2 separate regions of the Mus musculus genome follow, and region 2 is linked to region 1. The links are chromatin contacts, called in public Hi-C maps. All regions are on one chromosome and are shown on one strand. The core of a region is the stretch at or near the end of the contact, and the rest is flanking DNA. Distances in the headings are between cores, read along the strand shown. Region 1 overlaps Stum (mechanosensory transduction mediator). Region 2 overlaps Tmem63a (transmembrane protein 63a).

What was found. A called contact is a pair of places that touch in the nucleus more often than the background predicts.
Region 2: a contact with region 1 is called in a Hi-C map of pro-B cells, with 3 times the contacts expected there. The contact joins two enhancer-like sites.

What each region holds. Positions count from the first base shown.
Region 1 is chr1:180,429,900-180,433,839 of GRCm38.p6, forward strand. It overlaps Stum (mechanosensory transduction mediator), which reads right to left. Exons shown (of 4, transcript NM_001081227.2): 4 at 2,474-3,940. Among named protein-coding and RNA genes, the nearest start is that of Gm39712, 23 kb to the left of the region's middle. Within about 2 kb of position 2,127, at least 122 of the 459 cell types and tissues checked have an H3K27ac peak or open chromatin away from gene starts, as enhancers often do. A contact at or near this core is called in pro-B cells, where this site is marked.
Region 2 is chr1:180,972,299-180,976,238 of GRCm38.p6, forward strand. Tmem63a (transmembrane protein 63a) reads left to right here. Exons shown (of 23, transcript NM_144794.2): 21 at 418-533; 22 at 842-904; 23 at 1,871-2,806. The coding sequence ends at 2,038. Among named protein-coding and RNA genes, the nearest start is that of Tmem63a, 32 kb to the left of the region's middle. Within about 2 kb of position 2,298, at least 50 of the 459 cell types and tissues checked have an H3K27ac peak or open chromatin away from gene starts, as enhancers often do. A contact at or near this core is called in pro-B cells, where this site is marked.

The DNA of each region.
Region 1 (3,940 bases), core at 877-3,376:
AGGTTACTTCCAACCTATTTCCTGTTTTCAGCACTTATTACTACAACATAAGTAAACACGTGCATGACTCTGGGGGGGGGGGGGAAGAGTACTGTAAGCTTAGATCACAGCCGTGCATAATCACTGCAAGAGCCAGCTATCTCTCCAGCCACGCCCAGGCAGTTTCTTATTCCGTAACTTCAAGCGCCTGCATTGGCTTCACATTAGGGAACAGATGACCACCATGAGCCAGGTCTACAGGTCTGGGTCACACCACCATAGCTGGAGACAGCTCAGCTCTAGTGCTTGCTGGGCTGTGGCCCCAGCTGAGGTTCTAGCAGGCTCACCATCACCTTGGCTGGCTCAGCAGCACTGTGAAGAACACACAGTGTGGCCGTTCTCACATTCTCATTTCCCTCTCTATATAACAGGGAAGGCCAAGCTGTGGGCGTGTAAGGCTAGGCACAGGAGAGGGCACACCTGGCCCCAGGCACGTATATAGATGATAGGTGGAGTCCTCCGTCCTCCCTTCTGTCCTCCACGCTGGGTGTGTGCTCTTAGGGGTGTAGTCTTGCCCCAGCCCCTCCTGATTGCTGCTCTGTTCTTCTTCCTTCTTGCTATGATGTGAAATTCTCTGCTTTACAATACTCTCACCACTGGTCCCCAACATAGATTAGAATCCCTGAAACGATTTGAAAAACAAATCCTTCTTCCTTTGAGTTATATTAGACGGTCTAGTCCCCCAGCTATGGGAAAGCTAACACGAGCTGTGGGTTGTTCTGATAGACAGGAAGAGGCTGGACGTTTCCCTTGGCATATGAGGAGCTAAGTGCTGGTCCCTGATCACCCCAGCACTGGTGATAAAATTGCAGGCACATCTCTCTCTGTCTTTCAGCCAGCTGCTCCTGAACCAATGACAGGAGATGATGTATTCTTTCTACCCACCTGATGCTCATGAACCCTGAGATGCCCTAGGAGAGTGATTTTCAACCTGTGGGTCTCAACCCCTTTGGGGGGGCCAAGTGACCCTTTCACAGGGGTCACCTAAAACCACCAGAAAAAAATCAGATATTTATATTACTATTTATTTTTTTAAAACCTTTTTTTATAAGATGTATTTATTTATTATATGTAAGTACACTGTAGACACACCAGAAGAGGGAGTCAGATCTCATTACGGATGGTTGTGAGCCACCATGTGGTTGCTGGGATTTGAACTCAGGACCTTTGGAAGAGCAGTCAGGTGCTCTTACCTGCTGAGCCATCTCACCAGCCCTATATTACTATTTATAACAGTAGCAAAATTACAGTTATGAAGTAACCAGCAATGAAATTAATTTTATGGTTGAGAGTCACCCTAACATGAGGCACCATATGAGAGCCACTGCTCTAGAATATTCCATGGGTACAGGGAAGCCCAGAGGCTAATTATCCCCCAGGCACTGATCTTTCCATAACCCACAAGGGTTCCATCTTGTTAGATTTTTTTTTCTGCCTATCCAGAACTTTCTAGATTCGTCACGAATTGGTATGTGTTCTGGCGTTTCTCTGGCTGTTGATTTGTAGCCTTACAGTCTTGTACTCATCCAGGATATGGAAATTATTTTAATGTTGTATCCTTGTACGAGAGGATGTCCCATGGGCTGCTGAGACGAGTAAGTACTATACAGCATTTGAATGAAGTGCTCTATAGATGTCTGTTAAGACCATGTGGTGTACAATGTCATTTAATTTGAATGTTTCTGTATATTTTGTGGTGAGGGGATGACCTATTGGTAAGAGTGTGGTACTGAAGTCACCCAGTACTATCATGCTAAGGTTAATCTGTGACTTTCCATCTAAATAGCATGCGTTTTATGAGATTGTGTGTACCTGTATTCAGGGCACATACATTTAGAATCATAATGTTCCCCCGATGGATTGTTGTTTTGTTCGAAGTCTATTTTATCAAATTTTACAACAGTTTTGTGCGTTCTCCTGTGTTTATCTGTAATCTATTTCTTTCCCTTCATCGGTAAATTTGTTAGGTTCCCCAGGTCTCCGCGCATCAGCTAATAAAGATGTTGGCTGGGCTGTAGACTGCACCTTGCCACCCCCGCTGCATTTCAGAAGATCCCCTCGTGGTGGCAACCGTCAGCTCTAAGTTCTGACTACTCATACCCCGTGCTCATTTGTGGTTAGCATCATTTCAACATCTATCTCACACACATTTCCTTTGCCAGCCAGTCCAACCTCCCAGGAAGGAAACGGGCACTGTGCACCCTCGGGGCCTGGTGCTTCGTTCAGAGTCTACATCCTTGGCTACAGGGGACCCAGTGAGCGGAGAAAATGTTGGATTGGTCCCCAAGGAAAGGGGAAGATGGCCATCCAAATGGAAAGACCAGCAGGTGAGGTTGTAGGGAGAGAGAGAGAGAGAGAGAGAGAGAGAGAGAGAGAGACGAAAGCATTCAGGGCAGCTGGAGATCTGATTACAGAAATGGAAGACACAGGAATTCAAGAAGCTACCAGGAAGGTCACATGGATGTTTATTAAATAGAAAAGAGGAAAAAGAAGAATAAAAGATTGCCAAAACCATATTTCCAAGGGTTAAAAAAAATTGGAATGCCAAAGAAATGCCATGCTCTGTTATCTTTATAACACGGGGCACTATATGTATGTACACTGTATTATGTATGTATGTATGTACACTCCGTATGTACACGGAGATATGTACACGAGCTTTGTTGCGGGTGGCGTTCCTCACCACGTGTACAGTAGCATTGCTGGAAGGAAGGTCTTCAAAGCTGGCAGAAGGCTGGAGGAGAAGCGGGAGCCCTGCACTACCCCTGCGGGGCTCTGTGGACCCCAAAACAAGGGTGGGGACTCAAGCCTGGGGACACTGAGAAAATTAAGCAAAAGTCAAACCTGGGCCCCATGCTTCAGTTTAAGCCAGGAAAGTCTAGAATCTTTCCAAGGGCTGAGATAGTCCGAGCAGTCTCCAAGAACACTTGTAATCTTTAGAATGGGCTGGCAATGCCTCCGTACCCCCGGGCCCCCACCCGCCCGCCCTCCACCCCCCACCCGCCCTCCACCCCCCACCTGTGCTTGGACTTGGGCATATGGGGTCCCTGTGAGAAGGAGTGAGAAAAGTAAGCCCCCGATGTCGTCAGAGAACAAGAAAATGTACAGCAGTTAATTTAACAGACAAAAGCCAACGGCAACACCAAAACAGTAATCCACAACACAACGCGGCCTGCTCTTAATACAGTGATGCTGCCAGCATCTTCCAAAACAAAAGAGCTCCCGGGTGCAAGGGAGCCAGCCCGGGAAGAGCCCGCGACTACTCCACAGGAAATCGCGGGATTCTCACAAGCCCCAACGTCATTTGTCTCTGCTTAAAACTTGCCCCCTCCTCTACTCCTTGCTGGCTCCTGGGCTGGGGCAGGCAGTGTACTCGTTCAGAAATAAAAATCCTGCCAGAGTCGCAGAAAAGCGTCAGGAAGAGGTCTCTGCCCCTCCCCCACACCAGCAGACCAATCCGGAGCCGGGGGGCTGCAGTAGCTCTGGATAGGGGGATGCAGTGGGAATTCTGATCCCACAGACCCCAGGAGAGGGCAACCGGTGTGCACAGTGGACGGAGTTGAGGAGGGGTGACTGGCCAGGGTGAGGACAGCAGTTTTGTGGCTTTGAGTTGTCCCCACACTGGGGTGGGGGCTTCTCAGTGACATAGCTTACCAAGAGTCACCAATGCTCCATAGACTCACTGGGTCCCAGACTTAACTTTAGTGGAGTCATTTCTTTAGTCTCCCTTGGGGGGTTGTGGCATACCGAACTAGTGTTTGTTTTTGCCAGGAAGAGTCTGGGCTCTCCCAGTGGGGCTGTGCTTGACTGGGCTTGGACTCTCTAGACTCTTGGCTTTGGCAAGGTTGGGGGAAATGACGGACTGGCCTGATTTCTATACTGTAGATAGTTAAATGGAAGG
Region 2 (3,940 bases), core at 1,048-3,547, 540 kb after region 1:
TAGGTCAGGTGTGACAGAGCCCCGGAAATCCCCATGGAGGAGAGGGCTGCTGGGTCAGTTCTGAGCCAGAGGATATGAAACTGTACAGTCAGCCCCAGAGAACTCCCATCCCGACTAGCCTTAGGCTCTGGAGGCTGGCAGGAACTGTCCTAGCTAGCTCACTGTCAAGGGCTCCTTACGTGGTATCCCAGTGTCTCAAACCCAGTCAGGGATGGGTCTAGCCATCATGTGGGCCATATACCCTGTGTTGTGTGCTCTGAGCTGTGAGGATACTATTCTGGCAGTTGGAATGAGGAGCAGGACTGGGGGCTGTGGGGAAGTCACCCACAGTCTGGACACCAGGCCTGGCCCCTTCCTCACCAGAGCAAGCATAACAGGAAGCGCCAGCCTCCCTCAAGACTGCGCGTATGTTCCCAGGTCTGACGGCCCCGGCCACGCTCTTCACCTTCCTGGTTGTTCTGCTCACCATCCTGGCCTGCCTGCTGTACACCTGCTTTGGATGCTTCAAGCACCTCAGCCCATGGAACTACAAGGTACCGGATGGTCCGACACGCCTCAGGCTGGACAGCGCAGCTCTCTTTTTCCCCATCCCCGTGTGTGTGAATGGAGTACCAGTTGCCCCCAGCTTTGGGAGTGGGGTGTGTTGTGGCTTCCTCCCTCCCTTCCCTCCCTCCCCTATTCCAGCCCCCCCCCCCCCCCGCCCCGTGTCTCAGTTGGGCTGCATTGGGAGCCTGGTGCCGGCTGCTCCTATTATTCTGCTGGGTTACTGGTCTGTTTGTTTGGGGGACCTTAGTTCGGAGAGACTGGCTCTGTTCGTCATTGTATCTGCTGTTGTCCACAGACAGAAGAATCAGCTAGTGACAAAGGAAGCGAAGCCGAGGCCCACGTGCCCCCGCCATTCACAGTAAGCTGCTATCTGTGTTTCCGTCCCCATGGTGGTTACTGTTTGTCATGCTGGTTGCATGATTCCCACCCAGAGAAGCCATAAGAATGTGCTGGAACAGTTCTGCCAGGCTGGAAAGGCCCGTCTTCTTCCTGGCTTTCCCTGACTCTATCCTCCAGGATGCTCCCTCAGGGTAGGGTGTGGCTCTTGAGCCCCAGATGGTAGAGTGGTAACTTCTGCTCATCCTAACAGAAGTGAGGGTAGGACTCTGACTGGCCTCCTCAGCCTCAGGCCTTCCAGCCGCTACCTCCCTAGGGAAAAGACTCTTCAAAGCTGGGGAGTGCCGGAGCACGCCTTTAATGCCAGTACTTATGAGGTAGAGGCAAGTGGATCTCTGAGTTTGAGGCCAGCCTGGTCTAAGGATCAAGTTTCAGGACAGTCAGGGTTACATTTTAAAAACAAACAAACAAACAACAACAACAAAAAGACTCAAGCCCCCCATAAGTAGGTGTTCAGGAGTGTAGTTACCCAGAGGCAGCCATGGCCCAGGCCCTGCCAGCCAGCAAGGAGAGCAAGCAATGAGGAAGCTTAGAACCTTCATTTCCACCCTGGGCCCGGGAGGGATGCATAGCTGACAGACACATACTATAGACAGACAGGCAGACAGACAGTTCCCAAATAAACAGACAGTCACCCAGAATACAGTACCAGGAAGGAGTGCTTCCTCTGAGAACTGGAGGAAGCCACTCTTCATTTCTTCATATGGTCATGAGAGCTGGGCTGTAGACGGCTTCCCATTTTGCTCTGGCTTCTGAGAAGTGTACTAATAAAGAAGTTGACTTGTTTTGGGTCCAGATGTCCCATGAGAATGCTATTTCTTGATATGTGTCCTCCCGTTGGGAGAAAGAGGGGTAGTGGGGCATGACCAGGATGTGAGATGTCAGGCTTGCCACCATCCAAGATCTAACTCTTTGCCTTTGCCGACAGCCCTATGTGCCTCGGATTCTGAACGGTTTGGCCTCAGAGAGGACAGCGTTATCCCCACAGCAGCAGCAGACCTACGGTGCCATCCGTAACATCAGTGGGACTCTTCCTGGGCAGCCCGTGGCTCAAGATCCTAGTGGCACTGCGGCTTATGCCTACCAGGAATCCTGAGAGTGGACAAGCTGGTCTGGCAGGCTGGGAGCATCTAGGAATACCGAGGGACACAAGGGGCTAGAGCCCCAGACAGGCTCTTGAGGGTTTTGCTGCTTAAAACCCCCGTATTGTGAGAAGAGGAAACCAGCGGGTCGTGGGGCTCTGGGTAACCGGGCTGAGGGTATCCATCCGGTGGGGCTGCTGTCCCTGGGAGCCATCTGTAAGGTTTCTTTTCTGGTCCCAGTGTGGGGAACATTTACAGCTCCCTCTTGTGGTCATCTGAGGATATGCACTTTTATTCCCCCATACACTGCTCAGGATGCTCTCTGTAGTGAGCATGGTGTATGTCCCTAGTGGTTTGTGGCCAAGATCATGTGTTGGGCTTTTGCCTTTAGGGAGATCATATTTGGGGACTTCTGGTTGATGGGGAGATGCGTCCAGGAAAGACTTAGTCCCTCTGAGCCCTGGAACACTGCTTAGCCTTCTGCAAGCTGATGAATAGCGCATCAGTTGGGTCTGAGATGGAGGCCATGTGGGGCCCTACAGTACTGTCCTGCCTGCAGTCCCTTTTCAGGGATCCATGGATTAGCTGTAGGGACCGGGGAATACCTTGTTCTTGTTGATGGCAGCAGGGCAGCAGGCTCATGCCCACTGGTTTGTAGCTGCCTCCTGCTGTGTTTCCGGGTTTTTGTATCATGTTGCCTGAATCTGGGCTGTGACTGGGTAACCCCACAGCAGGTGGGGACATGAGAACCATTAATAAAGTACCCACTGGGCTGGTGGTGAGACCCTGCCTCTCATGCTTCTTCCGGGTTTATGTACAGATTTTCCACGTCTGTGCAGGATTCTTCCAGCCTCTACCTGATAAGTCTGCTCTGTCCAAGATAGCAGGGGCAGTGTCAAGGGCAACTTGGAATTATGAGAGGTCAGAGTGGCAGGCACGGAGAGAACAGGGTGCCCCTCCATTTCTTCGGTTTTGGGCAGCTCACTCTTTTTCCAAAGTGGGACCTGGGGTTGGGCCCTAGGGGGCAGGCTGAGATGAGAAGGAAGGTAGCAAGAAGGAAGGTGGGACTTAGCAGTCCACGGTTGGGTAAAGGTGTGGGCCATAGCAGGCTTGTGGCAGACCAACTATTTGGGCCTGCCTCCATTCCAGCCCCCTTACAACAATGGACCAGGCAGGGTCTCCCGATTCCTCTTTTCAAGGGTCTGGTGGCCCTTGGCTACTTGAGCCAGCCAGCCAGCCAGTCACACTGCCTTTTCTCCCACAGGTCTGAACTTTGTGGGTGTCTGGATGGTGCCATCACTACTCTGGGGGCTGCTTGGCACAGGGTGGCCCTGGCCAGTGACTGTTTGCCAGTCTGGATTGATTCAGAGGGCCCAATGGGCACCAAAGCACAAGGGCAGAAGTGTGAGCTGACCTCTGGGGGGAGAGCCAGGTGGCTTGTCAGAGTAGAGGATAGTGCTTGGTCCAGCTGTGCTTAGAGGTAAAATCATTTGTCACCAAGGCCACACTGCTTAACACAGGTGTATAGTGTGTTAGGTAAATTTTAGAAAGGACGCTGTAGGTTTCATAGACAGGTGTTGAGATGAGCTGTGCCCTGGGATAGCTTTATTAGTAGCGTAATGACCTACAGGGTGGTCTTAAAGAAGGGAGCAAGCCAGAGATTCTTCGTGGGTATGAGGCGAGTGGGGAGATGTAGCCTAAGTGGAGTCGGGTGAGGCGGAAGGCACTAGGTAAGAGTAAAATCATAATTCAAAGTTGCCTTGGGTCTTGGCAGCCCAGGATTGCTTGCCTACACCTGGAAGGAAGAGGCCCCTCTCCCTGCTCAGCCAGGCTTCCCCCTCATGCCTGTGGACCATAATGCTCTGACCCATGTTCTCTGGGAAGCGCTGGGAGGAGACAATGGTTCCTGTCGTCCA